Regions from separate parts of the Oryctolagus cuniculus genome. Here region 2 is linked to region 1. A link is a contact called in public Micro-C data. All regions are on one chromosome and are shown on one strand. Each heading gives the region's core, a stretch centred on a gene start, on an enhancer-like site or on the middle of the called end of the contact. The rest is flanking DNA. Distances are from core to core; before and after follow the strand shown.

Evidence for each region. Hi-C and Micro-C count contacts between places; a contact is called where the count stands out from the background.
Region 2: a Micro-C map of ear pinna shows a contact between it and region 1, with 3 times the contacts expected there. The contact joins the promoter of ABCC12 here to the enhancer-like site in region 1. A contact is called at or near these places in 2 of 6 Hi-C or Micro-C datasets (ear pinna and an unstated tissue).

What each region holds. Positions count from the first base shown.
Region 1 is chr18:31,528,032-31,534,972 of mOryCun1.1, forward strand. No RefSeq gene overlaps it. Among named protein-coding and RNA genes, the nearest start is that of PHKB, 310 kb to the left of the region's middle. Within about 2 kb of position 1,275, at least 1 of the 8 cell types and tissues checked has an H3K27ac peak or open chromatin away from gene starts, as enhancers often do.
Region 2 is chr18:31,880,176-31,886,736 of mOryCun1.1, forward strand. It overlaps ABCC12 (ATP binding cassette subfamily C member 12), which reads right to left and starts at 4,167. Exons shown (of 29, transcript XM_051833879.2): 1 at 4,000-4,167.

The DNA.
Region 1 (6,941 bases), core at 25-2,524:
AAACAAACAAACAAACAAATAAGGTACATACTATGCAAGCTGGCAATATGTGCTACAGAGGAAAATAAAGCAGAGGACAATGTGGAGTGTTAGAGGAGTCTAACAATTTTAACAGGGAGGTCAGACAGAGCCTCACTTCTCAGTGAGCTTTGGGAAAGGGAGAGAAGGAAGGAGACACCTTGGTTTCTCTTTAAAAATTTATTTATTGGCCAGTGCCGCGGCTCACTTGGCTAATCCTCCACCTGTGGCGCTGGTACTCCGGGTTCTAGTCCCTGTTGGGGCGCCGGATTCTGTCCTGGCTGCCCCTCTTCCAGTCCAGCTCTCTGCTGTGGCCCGGGAAGGCAGTGGAGGATGGCCCAAGTGCTTGGGCCCCTGAATCCGCATGGGAGACGAGGAGGAAGCACCTGGCTCCTGGCTTCGGATCAGTGCAGCGTGCCAGCAGTAGCAGCCATTTGGGGGGTGAACCAACGGAAGGAAGACCTTTCTCTCTCTCTCTCTCTCTCTCTCTCTCTGTCTAATTCTGCCTGTCAAAAAAAAAAAAAAGTAAAGAAAAATTTATTTATTTATTTACTTGAAGGTTTTGGGGAGGAGCAAGAAAAGAAAAAGACCGAAAGAGATCATCCATGCATTGGTTCACTCTTCAAATGCCTGCAACAGCCAGAGGCGGGCCAGGCTGAAGCCAGGAGCTGGGAACTCCATCTGGGTCTCCCATGTGGGTGGCAGAAAGTCAGTTCCTGATCCGTCACCTGCTGCCTCTCAAGGTGTGCATTATTAGGAACCTGGAACTGGGACTTGAATACTTTGCTCTGATATGGGATGTGGGCGCTCCCAGCGTTACCCTGAACATTGCACCGACGTCTGCCCTTCCACTTTGGTTTCTCGGGCAAAATGTCTGGTCAGAGGAAACAGCTACTGGGCAGAAGCTTGTGGTGGGGATTCTCTACATCACTGGAAATGCTGTGGCTAGAGGGAGATCATTAAAGGAAGGCAGAGAGCCCGGACACACTGTGCTGTGGTCCTTTGTGAGAATTTTAGCTTTTACTCTGAAAGAAATGGGTATTCCAAACAGGGTTGTGACATGATGTGGTTTGTGGTTCACCAGAATGTGGTATAATAAAAAATATATATATTTGCTGTTGTCCGCAGTTCCTGACTCAGAACTCCTAAAAGCCTTGGCATTTGCCAAGGAGTGTCTTTTTTATGATAACAAGATGACTCATAGGCTGAGGATGACTCAGAGCCTCAGTCTCCAGGCGTGTGACCAGGAAAACCAAAACCAACCACATGATTAGAGTTGGAATTTCCAGCTCACTCTGTACCTATGGACAGAGGAGCAGGGCTGGACATTAAGTTCAATTACCAAGAGCCAAAGTCTTAGTAAATTGCACCTACCTAATGACACCTCCATTAGAACTCTGAAACAACGAAGCTAGTGGAGCTTCTAGGTTTGTGAACACGGGGATGACCTCGGGAGTGTGTTTGGAGAGGGCGTCCAGCTCTGTGCCACCCCAACCCCTGCTCCCCACCTTGTCCTTTGCATCTCTTCCATTGGGCTGTTGCTGGGTTGCATCCTGTATAATGCAAGTGTAACAGCCAGCATAGCTCTTCCCTGTATTCTGTGAGTCACTATAGTGACTGAGGGAGGGAGAGTGGGTCTTGGGAACCCTCCAATTTATGGTTGGCCACACAGAAGTGTGAGTAGCCTGGGGTCCCCCCCTCGTGGCTGGGTTCAGAAGTGGAGGCATCTTATGGGATAGAAACCTTGACTTATGAAAGCCCAGGCTAACCCTTGGTTGTTAGAAGCAGAACTGAATTGAACTGTAGGAAACCCAGTTAGTATCAGAGAACTGGAGAATTAGTTCTTGGAAAAAAGACACAGCAGCAGGTCACCCTGGCTGTTGTTCAGAGGGCAGCATGAAGGGGACCAATGGCAGAAGAAGTAGGGAGACAATCGGGAGCCTAGGATGGAGACCTGGGGGAGACATAACCGTGGTGGAGGTGAGACGTGTTTGGACTGTGGACGTATTTTTTTTTTTTTTTTGGACAGGCAGAGTTAGACAGTGAGAGAGAGAGAGATACAGAGAGAAAGGTCTTCCTTTTTCCGTTGGTTCACCCCCCAAGTGGCCGCTACGGCTGGCGCATTGCAGCCGGTACGCTGCGCCCATCCGAAGCCAGGAGCCAAGTGCTTCCTCCTGGTCTCCCATGCAGGTGCAGGGCCCAAGGACCTGGGCCATCCTCCACTGCACTCCCGGGCCACAGCAGAGAGCTGGACTGGAAGAGGAGCAACCTGGACAGAATCCGGCGCCCCAACCGGGACTAGAACCTGGGATGCCGGCGCCACAGGCGGAGGATTAGCCTAGTGAATCATGGCGCCAGCCATGTGGATGTATTTTGAAGGTAATGCCAGTGTGATTTGCATGGCATGGGATAGAAAGAGGAGTTGAGCTTGATACAGCAGCATGGGCATGTGGAACTATGCTGTCCTTCTCAATGCCCAGTTCTCTGCACCCTCTCCAAAACACAGTTAGGGGTTGGATGAGCAGGTCAGGCATACAAATCCATTCCAACACCTTTAGTTTTCTTTTTCTTAAACTAAAAATAAACTTAGTTACACTAAGTTCTTATTTTCATTTTGTTTATTTGAAAGGTAGAGTGACAGAGAGAGGGGAGAAGGAGAGAGAGAGAGAGAGAGAGAGAGAGAGAAGGAGAGAGAACATTCCCATCTTTCTCTGTGAACATCTTCTTCGATACTGTGCAAAGGAGTTTTGGACATTTATACCACCCTCAGGACATGTCACCATCCAATCCAGCTTCACTCAGCTGAATAAGCAAACATGTAGAACAACAGGTAGCTGTGCCCAGCATGCTGACTCCAGAGTCGGTAAACACGCTGGCACTGATGGAGGCAGCCTGGATAGACCGGCTTCTGCCCTCCTTGCCCTATACCTTCAGAATCCATTTCATGCATTTCTCCAGGCTGTTCCTACAAATCCTCAAATCCTGCAATTATTTTTAATGTTTTCACTTCTTCCTTGGGGGTTTGACTTTGAGTCTGATCCTACTCTAGAGTCTAGAGTTCTGTCTCAAGGCAATGCAGGGTGTTGGGTATGTAACATGAGGAGCACTAATGTCCCCTGGCAATGTGGGCATCTCAGGTGAGGTCATCACGGGTCTTAGACACAGGCAGCTTCACAGCCTTTGACAGAGGAGAGGCCAGTTCTACTGCAGAGAGGTGGTCTCAGATTTGGGTGTTTCAGACACTCAGAGTAAACGACCTCCTCCCAAAGTTAGCAATCTGTTTCCCCATTCAATATTTTAATGTTTTCAGGAGACATTAGCAGGCCGCCGGCTCCGATTTTGATTCTCATTTTGGCTTATGTCTACCCTGTGGATATAAAAAATGGAAGCTTTCTGGGGTAGTTAAAAAGACACCCTTATTTTCCTATTGTGTTAAGCATATACAGAGCCTGTATATCCTTTAGAATTTCTGACACAATGAGAAATACCTCGCATTCTTTATGAGCCTACAGGAAGATATCGCATCAGTTGTCTGTCCACCTAAGGCTGAATTTCAGTAGGTCTTTTTTTTTTTTTTTTTTGACAGGCAGAGTGGACAGTGAGAGAGAGACAGAGAGAAAGGTCTTCCTTTGCCATTGGTTCACCCCCCAATGCTGCCGCAGCCGGCGTGCTGTGGCCGGCGCACCGTGCTGATCCAAAGCTGGGAGCCAGGTGCTTCTCCTGGTCTCCCATGGGGTGCAGGGCCCAAGCACTTGGGCCATCCTCCACTGCACTGCCGGGCCACAGCAGAGAGCTGGACTGGAAGAAGGGCAACCGGGACAGAATCCGGCGCCTCGTCTGGGACTAGAACTTGGTGTGCCGGTGCCGCAAGGTGGAGGATTAGCCTATTGAGCTGCGGCACCAGCCTCAGTAGGTCTTTTATTTCAAGTGGTTACACAGCTTCTACTTTTGGAGCCAGGGGCCACAGTCTTCCAATGATCATTGTATCTCCACTTTCTTTAAACCCAACCATGTGCGTTAACCAATTCTAACTTCTCAGGAATAACTACAATGAAGTCCTGGACAACCAAGGGAGCTGCCGCCCTGGCCATGACCAGGAAGCTGCCACCCTAGCTGTGGCTCCTGTGTCACACAGTCTGTATGAATAACACGGATGCTGGATCCTTTCCCATCTATCTCCACACAGACCCTGCACTGACTGGGTCTCAAGTGAACGGATCTGCTTGAGAGAACCTAAGCCTCACCTAGAACCCTAAGCTGTAAGGAGTAGATTTGATCTCTCCAATCTCTGCCATATGTGACTGGAATGGTCTGAGCAAGTCACAGTGCCCCAACAGGCAAGTGGAAAGTGAAACGTATCCAAAACAACAAGTTCTAGCGCAGTTACTTAATGTTTCAGTTACAAAAGGAGGGGTCAATGCAATGCATAGCGGGTAAAACTTCCACCTACAATGCTGGCATCCCATATGGGGGTTGCTTCATGTCCCAGCTGCTCCACTTCTGATCCAGCTCCCTGCTAATGGGCTGGGAAAAGCAGCAGAAGATGGTCCATGTGTGGGGCCCCTGCCACCCATGTGGGAGACCCAGATGAAACTCCTGGCTCCTGGCTTTGACCTGGATCAGTCCTGACTGTCGTGGTCATCTGGGGAGTGAAACAGTGGATGGAAAATCTCTGTCTCTCCTTCTCTCTTTGTAACTCTGCCTTTCAAATAAATAAATAATAAATCTTTAAAAAACATTACAAAAGGAATTCACAGATACATGCTAATCAAAAATGTTCAAGCACAAATATCCAAGGAAAAAATGTTTATCTTCACCAGCTAACATACCCAAATCTTACCAACCTCCTCATAGTTTGTCTAATCTTTCCAAACCATTGTCTAGGCATTTGTAAATGTGTATGTGTGTTAGTTTTACTTGTATTATTGGCTCATTGGCAGCCAGTCACAGTGACCCAGGATTGAAGGGGGGAGTAAACTCCTTGATCTCGATTCTTCCCCTTCTCTGATCTCCTGCTGGGCCTTTCCGTTGGTACAGAAGACTGGGTAGCTCTGGAGAGAGGTAAAATCCAGCTTTGTTGACTTAGTCTGTGAGAACTAACACTCATGAGGACTGGTGTTGTGGGGTAGCAGGTGAAACCACCTCCGGAGATGCAGGCATCTCATATGGGTGCTGGTTCAAGTCCTGGCTGCACCATTTCTAATCCAGCTCCCTGCTGATGTGCCTGGGAAAGCAGCAGAAGATGGCCCAAGTCCCTGGGCCCCTGCTACCCACGTGGGAGACTCAGAAGAATCTCCTGGCTCCTGGCTTCAGCCTGGCCCAGTCTTAGCTGTTGTAGCCATTTGGGAAGTTAATCAACAGATGAAATCTCTCTCTCTCTCTCTCTCTCTCTCTCTCTGTAACTCTGCCTTTCAAATAAATGAAGTAAATCTTTTTTAAAAAGAGAGAAATAACACTCAGATTGGGCTAGTCTCTGTCAGTTCCAGGAATAGGTCAAGCATTGATGTCTTGGAGTGGACTCACTTCGCAAATCCAGATAAGCCTCCCAACCAATGCTCATGAGAGCACTAATGGCCTGGAAAGCCTCTCTTTCCTTCAATTCACTTCCTGCGTGCCCTTTGGATGCTTACCCGTGCTGTTGACTCCTGATTCTTCTGTAGTTGTTCTGAATGTTGCGTGGGAGTACGGATCCTCTAGAGGATCAGAGGAAGCTGTGTGCTGAAATCACCCACACGGTGCGCACAGAAGAGATTTCGGAAATGACCTTTGGATCCATCAATGGATAAGAGCCCTCCCAGAGGTGCCTGGGCCTTTTCCTCTAATGATCTCTTAGCCCCTTCAGCAGGCTGGTGTTGGGAGATTCTTTGCAATCCTCTGCTTCTCTGAGGTTGAGTATATGGTCACAGCTATCCCTGGGTAGCAACACCTTGTCATGGTCAGGCACAAGGCCCTGTGCCCACGAACTCAGAAGAAGCCCATACACAGCCCACACGAGGGGAGCTGAGTATCCATGGCAGGAGCTTAAGGTCCTAGGGAAACATTTTGCAGAGGTTGATTTCTGCCAGAGCCTGGGTACATACTGGACATGGGCATTGTATTGATCTGGATGTTAGTGCATTTCCTGCTGCTTTAACCAAGCACTCAAGGCTGGGTACTTGATAAGGAAAAGGGTTTACTTAGCTCACAGTTTTTGGAAGCTGAAAATCCAAGATCAGGCAGCCCCATCTGTTCAGCCTCTGGTGAGCTCCCCATGGCAGATAGCATCACGGTGATGGGAGCAGGTACCGAAGAGGTCACGTGGCCAGACAAAGCCAGAGGGATCTGGGAGTCAGGCTTTTTTTTTTTTTTTTTTTTTTAACAACTTTCTCTGTGGGAACTAACCAGGGTCCTTAGAGAACTGAATTAATCTCCCCCAAGAGTGATACTCCCAAGTGACCTAATCTCATCCAGCAGCACCCCACCTCTTAAATGTCCACCCCTTTTTAACACCACCCTTCCTGGGGACCAAGTACCTAGCACATAAGCCACATCCAACCTGTAGCCACCTGTCTCCTGTCCTCATGAAAGGAAGACAGTCCCTAAGGGATCAAACTCTTCACGTCTGTATTCAGTATTAGGAGGGGAAGGGGCTTCTTCTATGAGGCCAGGTTCAAGGAGTTTTGCCTAGCACATGGCTGCCTAAGCTCACACACTGTGGAAGATTTCCATTAAAAGCTACGACTGTGAACTGGGGAAAAAATTCTCTGAGTAGCTTCTTCCTGAGGGTAGGGTGGTGAACTGACTTCCATGAGGAATCTCCCCAGTGAGTGTAAGGAATGTGCAGTGGACACTCAGGGACTGCCTGGGCCTGGCCACTAAGAGGTCTGAGTTCTGATCCTGCACAATGACAGCACTGGCTGAAGCCTGCTCAGCTCATGTCAACC
Region 2 (6,561 bases), core at 2,917-5,416, 360 kb after region 1:
GCTGCTCCACTTCCGATCCAGCTCCCTGCTAATGCATGGAAGATGACCCAAGTGCCTTGGGCCCCGCACCCATGTGGGGGACTCAGAAAAAGTTCTTTATTATCTTCATAAGTGTTTTGTAAATCTAAAATTATCCTAAAAATTGTTTATTTTGAAGAAATGGGTAGGAAATTTCTATAGCAAATTCAAAGTAATCAGCGTTTCCTGGAGGACAACGATGAGATCTGGAAGTCACGTGGGGATCCTCCCAAGTTTCTCTAGTATTTCATTATAATGTTAAGAATGCAAATACTGGGGCCAATGCTGTGGCATAGCGGGTTAAGCCTCTGCCTGCAACGCTGTCCTTCCATATGGGCACTGGTCCGAGTCCCAGATGCTCCACTTCCAATCCAGCTCCCTGCTAATGCACCTGGGAAAGCAGCAGAGATGGCCCAAGTACTTGGGCCTCTACATTCACATGGGTGACCTGGAAGAAACTTCTGGATCCTGGCTTCAGATTGGCCCAGCTCCAGCTGTTGTGGCCATTTGGGGAGTGAACCAGTGGATGAAAGATCTCTCTCTCTGTCTGTCTCCTCCTCTCTCTGTCTGTAACTGTCTCTCTCAAATAAATAAATAAATCTTTAAGGAAAAAAAGAGTGCTTCTGTTTAAAAAAAAGCATTCCAGATGGAAAGACACTATGGAGACAAAGGTGTCCAGAGGGGAGCATTTTGCTCTGTGGGTAACACCCCGTGGGACACCCACGTCCTGTGTCACAGAGCCAATTTCAAATCAAGTCCCGACTCTGCTTCTGACTCCAGCTTCCTGCTAATGTGCACCCTGGGAGGCAGCAGGTGATGCTCAAGTACTTGGTCTCTGCCACCCACAGGGGAGACCTAGATGGAGTTCCTGGTTCCTGGCTTCAGCCTGGCCCAGACCTGGTTGTCATGCACCTGTGGGGAGTGAACCGCTGGATGGAAGATCTTCCACTGTCTATCTCTGTCTTTCTCTCTCTCTCTCTCTCTCTCTCTCTACCTTTCAAGTAAATTTTTAAAAAATATTTAAGAAAAGAGAGAGACATGACACCTAAAAGTAATACATCATCCTGGATTGCATCCTGGGCCAGGAAAAAAATTGTTTTCTAATTGATATAATTGGGCCAATTACCAAAATTTGAATGTAGGCTATAAGATTATGTAAAAAATATTACATCAAAGTTAAATTTCCTGATTTTGACCGTGATGCAATTTGAAAATTAATAATTTTTCTGATTCTGGTTCTGTTTTTGAGAAACACACGCTGAAGAATTTAGGGATAAAAGAGCGAAATGCCTGCCATTGACTTTCAACTGTGTCAGAAAAACAGCAATGCAGAGAGAGAGAAGGCAAGAACAAATGGGGCAAGATGCTCATGGTCGTTTGCAAACCTCGGGCAAGGGTAGTTAGGATTTCTCAGCACGACTCTTGCTACTTTTCTGCGAATTTGAAAAGAAAAAATGAAACTTTTTTTTTTAAGGAAAGAGCCCTAAAGGGAGTGAGCTTTTTCCTTCTGTGGAACTCAGGGCTCTGAGCACTGGCTCTGGTCTCAGGAGCCGGGCATAGCACGCCTGTGTCCCCTGGGTGTACGCCTTCTGCTATCGGAAAATGGTCTTTGTTTCCTTCAGCTGCCCCAACCCCGGGTGGGCTGTTCTCCCCTCTGCAGAATAAACTCCCCAGGCCCTCCAGCCTGGTGCGTCTTGTGCACAGCTGGGACCCCGCGCCAGGAGAACCCTGCACCTATAGTTTCTGTTTTTCCACTCACAGTGCTGACAGCCAAGGGTGCTCACAGGTAGCTGTCACAGCTTCCCTTAGGGGTCCTGAGCCCAGTTCAGGAGGCCAGGCCTGCAGGGCCAGGTTGGGGCAATCAGAATGCATAGGCAATGGGCGCTGAGAGGTAATTTCCTTGAATACTCAGCGGGGCAAGCAGAGCTGTGATTACCTAAGACGGCTTGGAAGCCTTGCAGCTGGAATGGCACGTTGCTAAATTCGGCAGCCGCGGGGGGAAATGAGGCTTTGTAAATCAGGAAGTCTGCTTTGGCTAACGTCTCCATCGCCGTCTGTCATGCCAGCCTCTGCCAGGAGTGAGGAGCTGCCTGAGGTGAGAAATCTGCTCTCACAGTCACGGGGGACAGGGAGCAGTGGGGCAGCTTAGTGAGAGCTGGGAGTGGCCAGGCCAGGGGCCCTGCAGCCATCACGACTCTGTCCCTGGCCTGGCTCTCTCCAGCGGAGCAGCTGAGGGTCAGCAGGAGACAGCACAAAGTCCCCGGTGCTCCTGCTCGCTTGCAAGGGGACGGCGCCCACCCTGACCTCAACAGACTGCACGGCAGAAGCAGGAAGGACTCTGTTGGGAGCACAGGATGCAAACAGATACACTGATGTACTGGTCCCTTTATCAGGATCTGCACTGTTAAAATCTCCTTCTACTTTGTGGAAAACAATAATTAGGAGACACCATGTCTTTCATTTTTTTAAGATACATTTATGGGGCCAGCACTGTGGCATAGCGGGTAAAGCCGCTGCCTCCATGCTGGCACCCCATATGGGCATTGGTTCAAGTCCCGGCTGCTCCACTTCCATTCCAGCTCCATGCTGATGCACCTGGGAAGGTAGTGGAGGATGGCCTAAGTGCTTGGGCCCCTGCACCCGTATGGGAGACCTGGAAGAAGCTCCTGGCTCCTGGCTTCAGCCTGGCCATTGTGGTCATTTGGGGAGTGAACCAGCTGATCGAAGACCTCTCTCTCTCTCTCTCTCTCTCTCTCTCTCTCTCTCTGCCTCTCCTTCTCTTTCTGTGTAACTCTTTCAAATAAATAAATAAATCTTTAAAAAAAATAAAAACTTTCTGCTTTTGTCGGAAAATCGTGAGTTCCAGTTGCTGGTGTGGCTTCCACCAGCTGATGCCGAGCAGGTGGGGCATGCCTCTGTTCAATACAGTCCCCACCCCTCCTTACTGTCTCCCCACATTTGCACTGCTCTTTGCCAGGGAGTGCACTCATTTTTCTCCATCCTTGTCTCTGTCCACAGTGGGAGAACAGATGTCTAGAGGGTATCTCAAGGAGAAACATTTCCTACTTACTCTTATTTCTGTCTGTCCCCCCAACCCAGAAAATTCACAGCTTTGTGCCTGAGAACCAGTCTTTGCTGGTGCCCATCACAGGAGCCCTTCCTCCGTGTCCCCAAGCCTTTCCCCACGACCTTGCTGGATCAGGGACTGTGGCCCTCCCCCTGCAAGCCCTTTTTAAAGCCCATAGTGCATTATCAACAGGGATGGTCTCATGCTGCCCCGACCCCTTCCTCCAGCGCTGTCAGTCTCCAGCCCAGAGGTGCAGCGCCAAAGCTGTCCTCAGGCCCCGCCCCTCACCTCTCCACGTGTCCAGGCACCATCGTGGGCAGCCAGACCGGGCAAGGACCCTGAAGGATGAGGGGCTGGTGTGGGAGAGGAGGAAGGAAGTGGAGAGGGGAGATGAGGACGCTTGTGCAAGAAATCTGAGGGTGCGGGAAGGGAGGGATCTGGTTTACGTCCTCGCATCCCCGGGGAGGGGGGGTCCCCAACGAGGTCACTGACTCAGTACAGATACAACGGAAGAAGAGGAAAGCCCTTGGGTTGAAACTATGAGAGCCACACAGCGATGCAGCAGGCATTCAAGGGGTGTGTGTGTGTGTGTGTGTGTGTGTATCTCCATCTCCCATGATTGACTTGTGAACAGTACTGTGTGTGTGTCAAAAGACCAATTTATTCAATATAGACTGTTTGTATGTCACAGATTCTGAACTCCCGTCTTGGGATTTCTGCTTTTCCTTGATGATAGCTGAAACCTCCCAAAATGGAAGTGCCCCAGGATCCCCCCGACCCTCTGAGATCCCCAAGTCCCTGCTTCCCCCTGCCCCCAGCAACACTCACACAGAGGCAGCCACAGTGGAGGGTGTCACCCTCCACAGCCCCAGGGACCAGCTGGTGGCCACTGACCGCAACACACAGGTGCTTACCTGAGCAGGGAGCACGCTGGTCCTCAGGGCTGCAAGCAGAGGAGGAGGGACCAATCAGAAGCCATGGGGCTCGGAGCCTGCTGCCCACCTCTCCACGCACCTCTGCTCTGGCTCCTCGCGTCCCACCTGCCCGGAGCCCTCCTCTCCAACTGCCCCATTCAACTGCCGCTCCCACCACCCCCAAGGAGGGAACTCTGGGGGGCCAACATTCCCTCCACCCACATTAAAGGGCACTGCCCCTTCCGGGAGGGGCCCGTGTCGTGGACCAGTGCCTTCAGGGACGGCCACCCCTTCTGTGGCTGGCCACAGCACAGCTTTGTGGAAGAGCCCGTCCCCAGCTGTGGAGACAGAGAAGCAAGATGCCTTGCACGAGTGGCTTGGGGCAGGAGCTGAGACCAGCACCCAAGTCTCCTGAGTCCTATTCCAGGCACCTGCCTTCGAGAATGCGTCCCATTTCCCCCTCTGCCTCCTGCAAAGGCGAGGCAACCCTGCAGGCAGGGAAGGTGCAAGGAGTCCCATTTTCAAAACACAGAAACGCTCATCCATACAGTCCCTGCTCGTGTGGCCGAAAACAAAGGTGCGATTTGAACTTTTTTTTTTTTTATCTTGCATTGAGCGGAAGGTAAGTTTGAGACAGGCCCTAGCTGCTCCCTCTTTTGCATGAAGGTTTCAGGTTTGTCCTTACTCAAGCACTGCCAACGGGGGCACAGGTCTTTTCTGGGCCGTTGCAAGCCAAAGTGAGTGTGTGGCTTCCACGGGGTTGGGAGGGTGCAAGATCCTTGCAGTCAGAAATAAACGTTGACTCATTTTCAAGAATTACTTAGGCACCTTAGGAGACCTTCTCCACCTGACTCAAACAGATTTTATGACAAATGTTGCTGTAGCATTTCTTTTCTTTTTTTTTTTTTTCCTAGCGGCCCAGGGCTCTGCTTTCCCTCCTGCTGGCCAAGTTCTCCCCCTGCTGGCTGGTTCTGGCCGCACAACTTCCTGAAGATGCAGATCACTGCCTGTGCCCAACCCCACACTCATCTTCAGGACAAGAGTGAGACAGGAGTGAGCAGGGGATTGTGGGGTGGCCAGATCCCCAGCCTGGGGAGGGGGCTGGCCCAACGGGGGTGTTCTTGTCCCCCTTCCACAGCCTCCATCCCTTCCCCACGGCCGCACTACCGCTAATACAGTCAGCTGGTATTTGCAGAGCCCTTTTGTACAGGGAAGTGCTTAATCCTGTTTACCATCCCCCCACCCCAGGAGGTCCCCCCAGCACCCCCAGACTCCCTCTCCCTGTCTCCCAGCTTCAGAGGATGCACGCAAATCCGGCCATGTTGACAGAAAGGGGGATTCCCGCGCGTTTCCTCCATGTCCCTGGAAGGCCTGGCGGAGGTGGCCTTGCACCGAGACTAGCCTCGGTTGGGGACTTTGGAGAGAAGACTGTTGGCCTATGGGGAGCAGAGGGGAAGTAGGGCAGGGGAGGGGCTGTCCAGTCTCTGCCCAAAGGAGTCGGACAAGAACAGATGGGTGCCTGCAGCAGGCAGTGAAGAGACTCAGCCAAGGTCACAGAGCTGAAGCCCAGCCTGCGGAGACCCCTGCGGGGGAGGAAAGGCGGGAGAACCCAGTGCACTGACTGCAGGGAGAAGAAAGCAACCAGGAATCCCAGCTCTGGCTTCCTTGATCGTTTGAATACTTTTATGTTGTACACAAACATGTCAGCCCAGCGGTATCCAGGGAGATCTGACACACAGTTTAAACGTGACGGGGGGCGGGGGTGGGGGGGGGAGTCTGTGTGTCCAACAGGAACCGTGGCACTCAGTGGTGAAAAGGAAAGAGGATTTTCCACCACGGAGGTTCTGTGAGGCTGTCTGAAATTCTTTTAAAAATGAGACCAGTGGGAGAGGGGAAGGAGAAAGAGAGAGGGGGAGAGAATTAAAGAGATCTGGCCCCAAGTCCCAGGAAGGATTGTGAAGCCCCCTGCTGGCGATGCATAGAATTGGTGCCATGGAGGGCCGAAAATAGAAACCACACAAAAGGAGAATTGTAACCTCAATGTGTTGTAAATTCATTAAGGACTAAATTCAATCATGTGAGTGACATGCCTTAAACATTGGAAACACTCAAGAAGCAGCAGTTATCCTTTGTAAATAATAATGTTAAAATAGGGGCCAGCACCGTGGCAAAGCCACAGGCGCCACCTCGCCTGTGGTGCTGTCATCCATGTGGACACTGGTTTTAGTCTTGGCTGCTCCACTTCCAATCCAGCTCTCTGTTGTGGTCTGGGAAAGCAGTGGAGGATGGCCCAAGTGCTTGGGCCCCTGCACCCACGCAGGAGACCTGGCTCCTGGCTCCTGGCTTCCAATCGGCACAGCTTTGGCCATTGCAGCCATTTGGGGAGTGAACCAGCAGATGGAAGACCTCTCTCTCTCTCTCTCTCTGCCTCTGCCTCTCTGTAACTCTGTCTTTCAAATAAATAAATAAATCTTAAATATATAAATATATATATTTAAGCACTGTTGCTGCCCTCAGTGCCGGGCATCCCATATGGGCACCAGTTTGAGTCCTGGCTGCTCC